2 separate regions of the Mus musculus genome follow, and region 1 is linked to region 2. A link is a contact called in public Hi-C data. All regions are on one chromosome and are shown on one strand. The core of a region is the stretch at or near the end of the contact, and the rest is flanking DNA. Distances in the headings are between cores, read along the strand shown.

Region 1 (3,394 bases), core at 782-3,281, 720 kb after region 2:
TGCCAAATCCCCATTTAGTATGGCTTCTGTGTGACATTAGAGATGATCTCCACTATCACTTCCATTGACTTCGTGAAATCTTGAATTGTTTTTTAAGACTTGCAATTTCACCCCGAGATTCACTTGCATTGTGCTGTAATACTATAGCAATGAATGAGAGGCTAAAAAGGATCATAGCAGAATGGATGTGGGTAAAGAACGGGGGCAAGTATGAAGAAGGGATGATTTGAGATTCAAAATGGTGAACATTTTATGCTATGATGATTTTGACTGTCTACCCAACATTATTCATAGAGTCCTTTTCCTCCATTTGGGGTTGATCTCTAAAACAAAAGGATGGGACTAGGTGTTAAATAGTTAAAGAACAACTCAAAATAACTTAAGTGAAGGCCTTGGGTCCAGTTGTTAGCACAGAAGACACAAGGATAAGGGAAGAAAATGGCAAAAGTCCATTACAGCAAAAGGCTCAGAGTTCTTTCCCACTGCCATTATGTCCTGTCACATGCACTGTGGTGGCCACACAGAAATCTATTCACTTAGTACTGAATGTTCATGAGGATAACTGCCTTGGAGCATAGGATGAGTGTCACCAGGTTACTCCAACATGGCATCTGCTCTCAAGAGCTCCTGCCTTGTATAGAGAGAAACCCCTAAAGAGAGATGTCTCAAAATGCATGTAGATTCTGAGAATGTCTTCCATGCCCATTGGTGTCACTGAGTCCAGGTCACTAGTGACTCTTAGACCAGAGGCAAAGATGTCGCACAGATGATCCATTCAAAAACTGGACCTGGTATCTGAACAGAGAAGTCCCCAAACACACACACACACACACACACACACACATACACACACACAAGTTAAGAAACATCTCAAAAATGTTCATCCTTCCTAGCAAATAGGAAAATGCAAATAAAGACAACTTAGAGATTTCATCTTACCCCACTCCACTCAGAATGACAAAGCCGAACAACATAACTAACAAAAAATTCTGGAAGAGGTATGGAGAAATACTCTTTGGGTCTCTGAGATGGTATCCTTCCTGTGGAACTCTTCTAAAGATTAAACCCATCTCATTTTCTCCTGCTAACAACTTCCCATAGTTTCACATCACACATAGAAAGCAATCGGAACTCTCCATGGCTCACCAAGCTCTCCACAAGCAGAAACAACTTGCCTTCTCTTCCCTTATCACTTTCCTCCCTTCCAGCCACCCCACCTATGCTGAACTTCTGTTTGCAGTTCCTCAGCCTCAAATGTCCTTCCTCAGATTTTTGCAAGGCTGACTCTTCATTATCAGGTTCCAGCTCACAAGTCAATTTCTCAGAGGGCTTCTCTTGACTACTCATTGTATAGTAGAGCCCCTCTGGCCCCAATATTTTGGCATGTCACCCTGCTTTTTATACCATCTAGACTGCATGGAACTGTTTTAAATGATAAGTGGACACGGGACAATGGTTTTCACATCTGCTTTCTTGTTTGTTGTCTCTGCGTTTGAATGGAAGCTCTAAGACAGACCTTTTTATCATGCTTTTTGTTTTCTTTTTCTTTGTCATTTCTCTAGTGCTTTAGTCAACATCCACAGAGTGAATGAATGTGGAGGTGGTAAGTAGTTCATTTGGGTAAGAAAGAGTGGTTTAGGATGTACAGAGTGGGTGGCCAGGGATGAGCTTGAAAGATTGCCTAAGGTAAAAACATGAAAGGCCTTGAAGGTCAGTCAGAACAGGAAATCTAGGTTGGCTTCGCATCGCAGTCCTTTGGGAGCCATGGAAGATTGTTAAACTTCAGAAGACTTATTATCAGCTGACCTGAGGTAAGGTTCAAGTACAACCACGTTCTGGATGGATTGGTAGATGAAGTGAACGGAGAGTCTGGTTTTGAAAGCTAATCAACCACAGATTGCCCTGCGTTTGCCCAGGGTATCTTCCAGGTGTTTCCCTCAGGCTCTGCACCACCCAGCTTCCAGCTCTTCCGGGGCAACGGAAAAGCCCTAACTGCCTTTCCCGGATACCGGCCGCTGGGTGGCGCTGTGGCTCCTCCTACCCGGGCGGGAGGCGCCAGGGAGGCGGAGGCGCAGCCGCTGAACAAGGCCCAGGCGCGGGGGTCCGTTGCCGTCCGCCCTGCCGGCCTTCCCTCCTTGGCCTCTTTCTCCTTCCTGCTTTCCTCGCGTCTGGGCCATTTCCCGCCTTCATCCGCACCCAGGCCCTCAGTTGCCTGCTCCCCTCCGCCTCTGGCGGCCTTGGCTTCCCCACTACCCTGTCAAGCCAAACGCAGGCTGAGGCTGGGGCATGGGCGGGGCGCGGGAGGCTGGGCTGGAGAGCCGGCCTCTGAAGGCCGGGGCCTCCCGGAACCCTGCCATGAAATGCAGCTCAGCGCTCCAGAGTCTCAGCCACAGCTTGGGAGCCGGCCGCCCCGTCTAGCCAGGCTGGAATGAAAAGATGTACAGGGTTGCATGGGCAGCCTTTTGGTGCAGAAGGAAGAAAGCCATTAAGGGGCCAATTCACTGTTTGTGCTAATGGCCTGTCCTTCCCCCTGGCGATTAGAGCAAGAAGCCAGCCAGTTATCATCTGGGACTCCTTTGGTGCCTTCCTCTCCTCCACCACAAAGACCCAGATGGTGTCTGGGTGTCTGTCCCTGTCTCAGTTTCTCTCTATCTCTCTCTTTTCCTCTTCCCCTTCTCTGTTCCTCCCTTTCCCTCCTCCTCTTCCCTCTCGCTCTCCATTTACCCTGCCTCCTTCCTCTCATCCTCTCTCCCTCCCTCCTCTCTCCTACCGATCCATCATCATGCCTGCTATTTTGTCCCCAGATTTTCATTCTTCCCACACCTGCCTCCAGCCTCCTGCCCTTGCAGAAGAGACTCCCTGGCATGGGGCCAGGTGCCTTCTCATGCTTTGGTCTGACTTCCTGCTCCTGTAATGGTTCGCAATGGTTGGAGAAAGCAAAAGCTTTATATTCAAAGCCCTCCACACTTAGACCACACCATTTTGGCCGGTTGGCTTCAACTCTTATACTAAGAGGCTTCCTTTGGTGGGCTGCCATGACTAGGTCTAGACCAGTGGGAGACTCAGAGGGACTCTGAAGGGTTCCCGAGGCATCTGTCTGAGCAGTCTTCACTCAGGAGTACATTGTGACAGGACTGGAGACCGTATGCACAGCGCATGTGCCTGCCTTCCCAGAGACCCAGAGTCCATCTGTGTCCTCTGTGCCGCCCTTTTCTTGTCCCCCAGTTTCTGAAGTGCTCCACTCTGTCACCTTTACCCTCCAGTATCTTCCCCTTCTGACCTTCCCACTGCTTACTGGAGGTTGATTCTCAGCAAACATACATTGATCGTATCACAAAGTGCCTGGTGACATGCATGATCAAGTTTTTCCCACAATGCTGAGCCCCACTTTCAG
Region 2 (3,732 bases), core at 742-3,241:
CTGAGACCTGCGAATGAGGAGCAGTGATCTGGCCATCCTGGGGGCTGTGGTTTTCCAGGAACCTCGAAGCTTGTAATTTACAATAAGCCAAGAGAGTGAGTATGCATGGAGCATCTGCAAGTGGGTCCATCTGTATAGTACAAGGAATGGCTGTAAAATTGGGGACAGAGACACCAGGAACGACCCCAGGGATAGGTCAGGATATGTCAATCGTGAGCCTTAGTTTCCCTCTTTAAGTAAAAATGGGGATAGCAGAACTGATTTCAAAGGATGGTGAAAGAAAATCATCCGCAGTGGTCCGTGATGCCTTGTAGGGACTTTGTAAGCAGCTGGCTGCTTTCTAGATTCACATCTGGAAGTCCTTTGATGGCAGGGGTCTCAGGTGGACTGCTGGTGTGTCTTTCTACCTTATTTGTATCTCTCCTTGTTCTGCTTGCATCCCAGTGCAGAGTCCAATTGGGAAAACAAAGGCCCTAGAGTGTGTACCCAGAGCCATTGAATGTTGCAAGGTCTCTGGCTCCAAAGGTGGGAGAACCCCACATAGATGCCCCCACTAGAACGACAGAGATGATTAGATGATGCAGTGAAGGACTCAAGAATGGACATGGAACTCATAAATGGCAAAGCCCCTAAAGGATGGGGCTCAGACCGTTATCTCCATAGAGAAGCAACAAGAAGGAACTGGAATTTGGTTCTTTGGTCCTTCTTACCTTGCCTAGTAAGTCTAAAGTTAGAACCCGATTCATTACAAAAAGAAAAGAGGAGGCAGCGAGGAGGAGAAAAAGGAGGGGCGCGAATATAGGAAGCCTTTCTAACCTTTGAAGTCCCCAAGCCCAGATCTTTCCCACCTTTCTTACATGAGTGGCCAGTGGCCGGCTCTTGCTACTGCCATGCCTACCTCTGAGCGCTTTGAGTGCCAGACTTGCTCAGCAGGCTCTAGGTGGGAGGCCTCCGCTTATCCCGGGAGCCCGCAAGTCTATAGAAGGCCAGCAGGGGGAGACATTAGCACGTGGGTACGTCCGCTGGGACCTGAGAAAAGCGAGTAGGTCAGACCGGGAGGGTCTGAGCTATGGGATTGAGCCAAATTATAAGCAAAGAGACAAGGAGGGGCGGAGAGAATGGGCCAGTGCTGGGAGACAAAGACCCAGATGGTGAGGCCGAGGCCGGGAAAGGCTGGAGTCCGGAATCTCAGGGCCCAGATGCCTGCTTTTGCTCTTTCAAAAGGCTTCTCTTCTGCTCCTTTCTCCCCTGTCCTAGAGCTTTCTGTACAGTTTGTGACCTCTCGTCCCTACTTGCCTGCTCCTGGCCCTTTCGTATGCCTTCAGACAGGACTGACTAAATCTGTGTGCCTGGAGTTTGGGGTGGAGGGTCTCAAAGGGCTCGCTCTCGAAGATGAAAATTTTAAAGGCTTGGTTCACTAGATGCAAATAAATTCCTCCTCCCCTTTGGACACAATACTTTTTCTGAGTCTCCACTGCCCATAGCTCTAACCTCTAATAGTCTAATAGACTCTTGTCGTGGTCAATGCAAAAAAGGAGTGCATTACGAGGACAGGAAGACGGGGTCCAACAGAGTGTAGGTAGTGACTGGACTGGGAGCAGGCAGGCTGACAGAAGTGGGCACCGAGTGGGATTCTGGGGCTGGTACGCGAGTATGCGCATGTGGGGTGTGTTTGTGTGTATAAAAAGAACACAAGGACGGTGCTTTCTGGAGGTACTTGGGACAGGGTTTGTCTGCTCTAGGTCAGTGGGCCGGGTGCTGACCGGGTGTGCATGAGAGCAGGCCAGCAGCTTTTGGGAAGCGCCAACTTCCCTAGAACTCCCTGGGAACCAGACTAAGCGGGACAGAGGCATAACCGCAAGAGCCGCACATTCAGATTCGTGCCATCGAGAGAGCAGCGTCCTTATGAGCTCCCCGAAGCCCCACCCCTTCCTGCTCTGTGGGCGTGGTATGGGGCAAGGACCCCGTCACAGAGCTTTCTATTGGTTCGAAGGAGCAGGGTTGGCCTTGTGCTCGCCTGAGCAGGAGAGTAGAAAGCTCAGCGGCAGCGGAGGGAGTCTATGCGCGCTGGACAGCAGTGGGGGGTGTGTGTGATTCGCACTGACTGCAGACACTCGGGCTCAATCGCCGGGGATTAAGGACTTGGCGACCGGGCTGCCGGGCTACCCGGCCGAGGCTTCAGAGGTGCAAATCGACGGGACTGATTTGCTCGGCAGGGCCGTACTAGCCTTTTAAGTATACTGAGAAGGGCCGGTGCTAAAGTAGAAGCTGTCGTGGGACGCGCCGGCGCGGAGTCCCACTGTGGCCCGGAGGAACGGAGTCCGTGTTAGGGGGACCCAGTCGGGAGCCTGGGGACCGAGCTCGCATTGTTGGGAGACAACCCGCCTCTTCTTCCCAGAGGCGTCAATCCCAGGACGGTCGAGGCGTCGGGGCAGCCACTGAGCGCTCTTCAGGGAGACCCGATCGGGGAGAGGACTTGCAGTCTCAAACAATCTGGGAGAGCCGAGCGGAATCCGGCGGGATCACTCGGGGGCGGCGAGCCCCCGTCGCGCCTCGTGCGGCGGAGAGGCCAGGGAAGAAAGTCCTCGGAGGCCGCAGCCCATGCGCGGGTTGGGGACGCCTGCCCAGTGAGTCCTCCTGGCCAGCCGGGCGAAGGAGAGCGACCCCGAGGCCAGCGGGAGGGGAGTGCTTCAAGGCCGGCGGCTGCGGAGGATGGGCGCCTGAGTGGCTCCGAGCGCTGCGCGGCACGGGCAGGCGAGGCGAGCTTTGCTGAGGAGGCGCTAGGGGATCCTGAAGTGCATTCTGCCCCGGGGAAAATGGCCCGGCCTGGGCAGCGTTGGCTCAGCAAGTGGCTTGTGGCTATGGTCGTGCTGACGCTGTGCCGGCTTGCCACGCCGTTGGCCAAGAACCTGGAGCCCGTGTCCTGGAGCTCTCTTAACCCTAAGTGAGTAACTTATCTACTCTGGTCCCTGGGGGTGGGAGGCACTTCTTCGGGGTGAGGTCGTGCACCCCCAAGTGCGTGGGGGGGGTTGTCCGTAGGAGGTGCGGCGCCCTATTTTATATCTGGCCTTTTCTAGTGTTTTCTTGCGGGCAGTCGGGGTAGGGTGCGGAAGGGTGGGGTGGGGGCACTTAGCTGCGTTTCGATCCTTCGGTTTGGCCCTACTCTCAAGTCCGGATCGCGTCTGTTGGTCACACCAGGCAGATATAGAATGTCTGGGCGCTCCAGAGCGCACCCGAGAGCTGGGTGGGGGCGAGTAAGCAGCCCACTCCAGGGCCTCTGGGAACGTGGTGGTTTTCACTCACAGCCACTCCAGGGGTGAGATCGACCTGAGCAAGGGACCAGGCCAGAACACAGGTTCCTCATTTGCTTAGGTGTCAGGGCGGCTCAGGACCTAGCGCCCCGGGGCGAGTGGCAGCATCTGTATATCTTCTCCAGCTTCTCCCATTTTCATTTGTCTTTCTTCCCTGTCTGTTTGCCTCCCTGTCTTTCTCTTTGCCGTCTCTTCTTGCACACTCCCCCCCCCCCCCCATTTCTCTCTGCCGGGGAGGTAGAAAGGCGGGCGCTGCTTCCAGGCTCACAAAGGCGGCGGGTGGAGAAGGGCGGAGTGGAAGAGGGTTTGTTTGAGAAGGGGGTTCGATCCAGTGCCCGTCGGGGGTCCAGTTGAGCTAGGCACCAGAGCTTCTAGAGCTATCAGGGCTGAGAATGGTAGTGGAGCCAGCGAGGGAGGTGGG

What was found. A called contact is a pair of places that touch in the nucleus more often than the background predicts.
Region 1: a contact with region 2 is called in a Hi-C map of myocytes, with 4 times the contacts expected there. The contact joins the enhancer-like site here to the promoter of Efnb1 in region 2. A contact is called at or near these places in 5 of 39 promoter capture datasets (the 3T3-L1 cell line, 3T3-L1-derived adipocytes, hippocampal neurons and 2 more) and 2 of 484 Hi-C or Micro-C datasets (embryonic stem cells and myocytes).

The regions. Positions count from the first base shown.
Region 1 is chrX:99,851,325-99,854,718 of GRCm38.p6, forward strand. No RefSeq gene overlaps it. Among named protein-coding and RNA genes, the nearest start is that of Tmem28, 33 kb to the left of the region's middle. Within about 2 kb of position 2,032, at least 121 of the 459 cell types and tissues checked have an H3K27ac peak or open chromatin away from gene starts, as enhancers often do. A contact at or near this core is called in myocytes, where this site is marked.
Region 2 is chrX:99,134,070-99,137,801 of GRCm38.p6, forward strand. Efnb1 (ephrin B1) reads left to right here and starts at 1,992. Exons shown (of 5, transcript NM_010110.5): 1 at 1,992-2,944. The coding sequence starts at 2,817.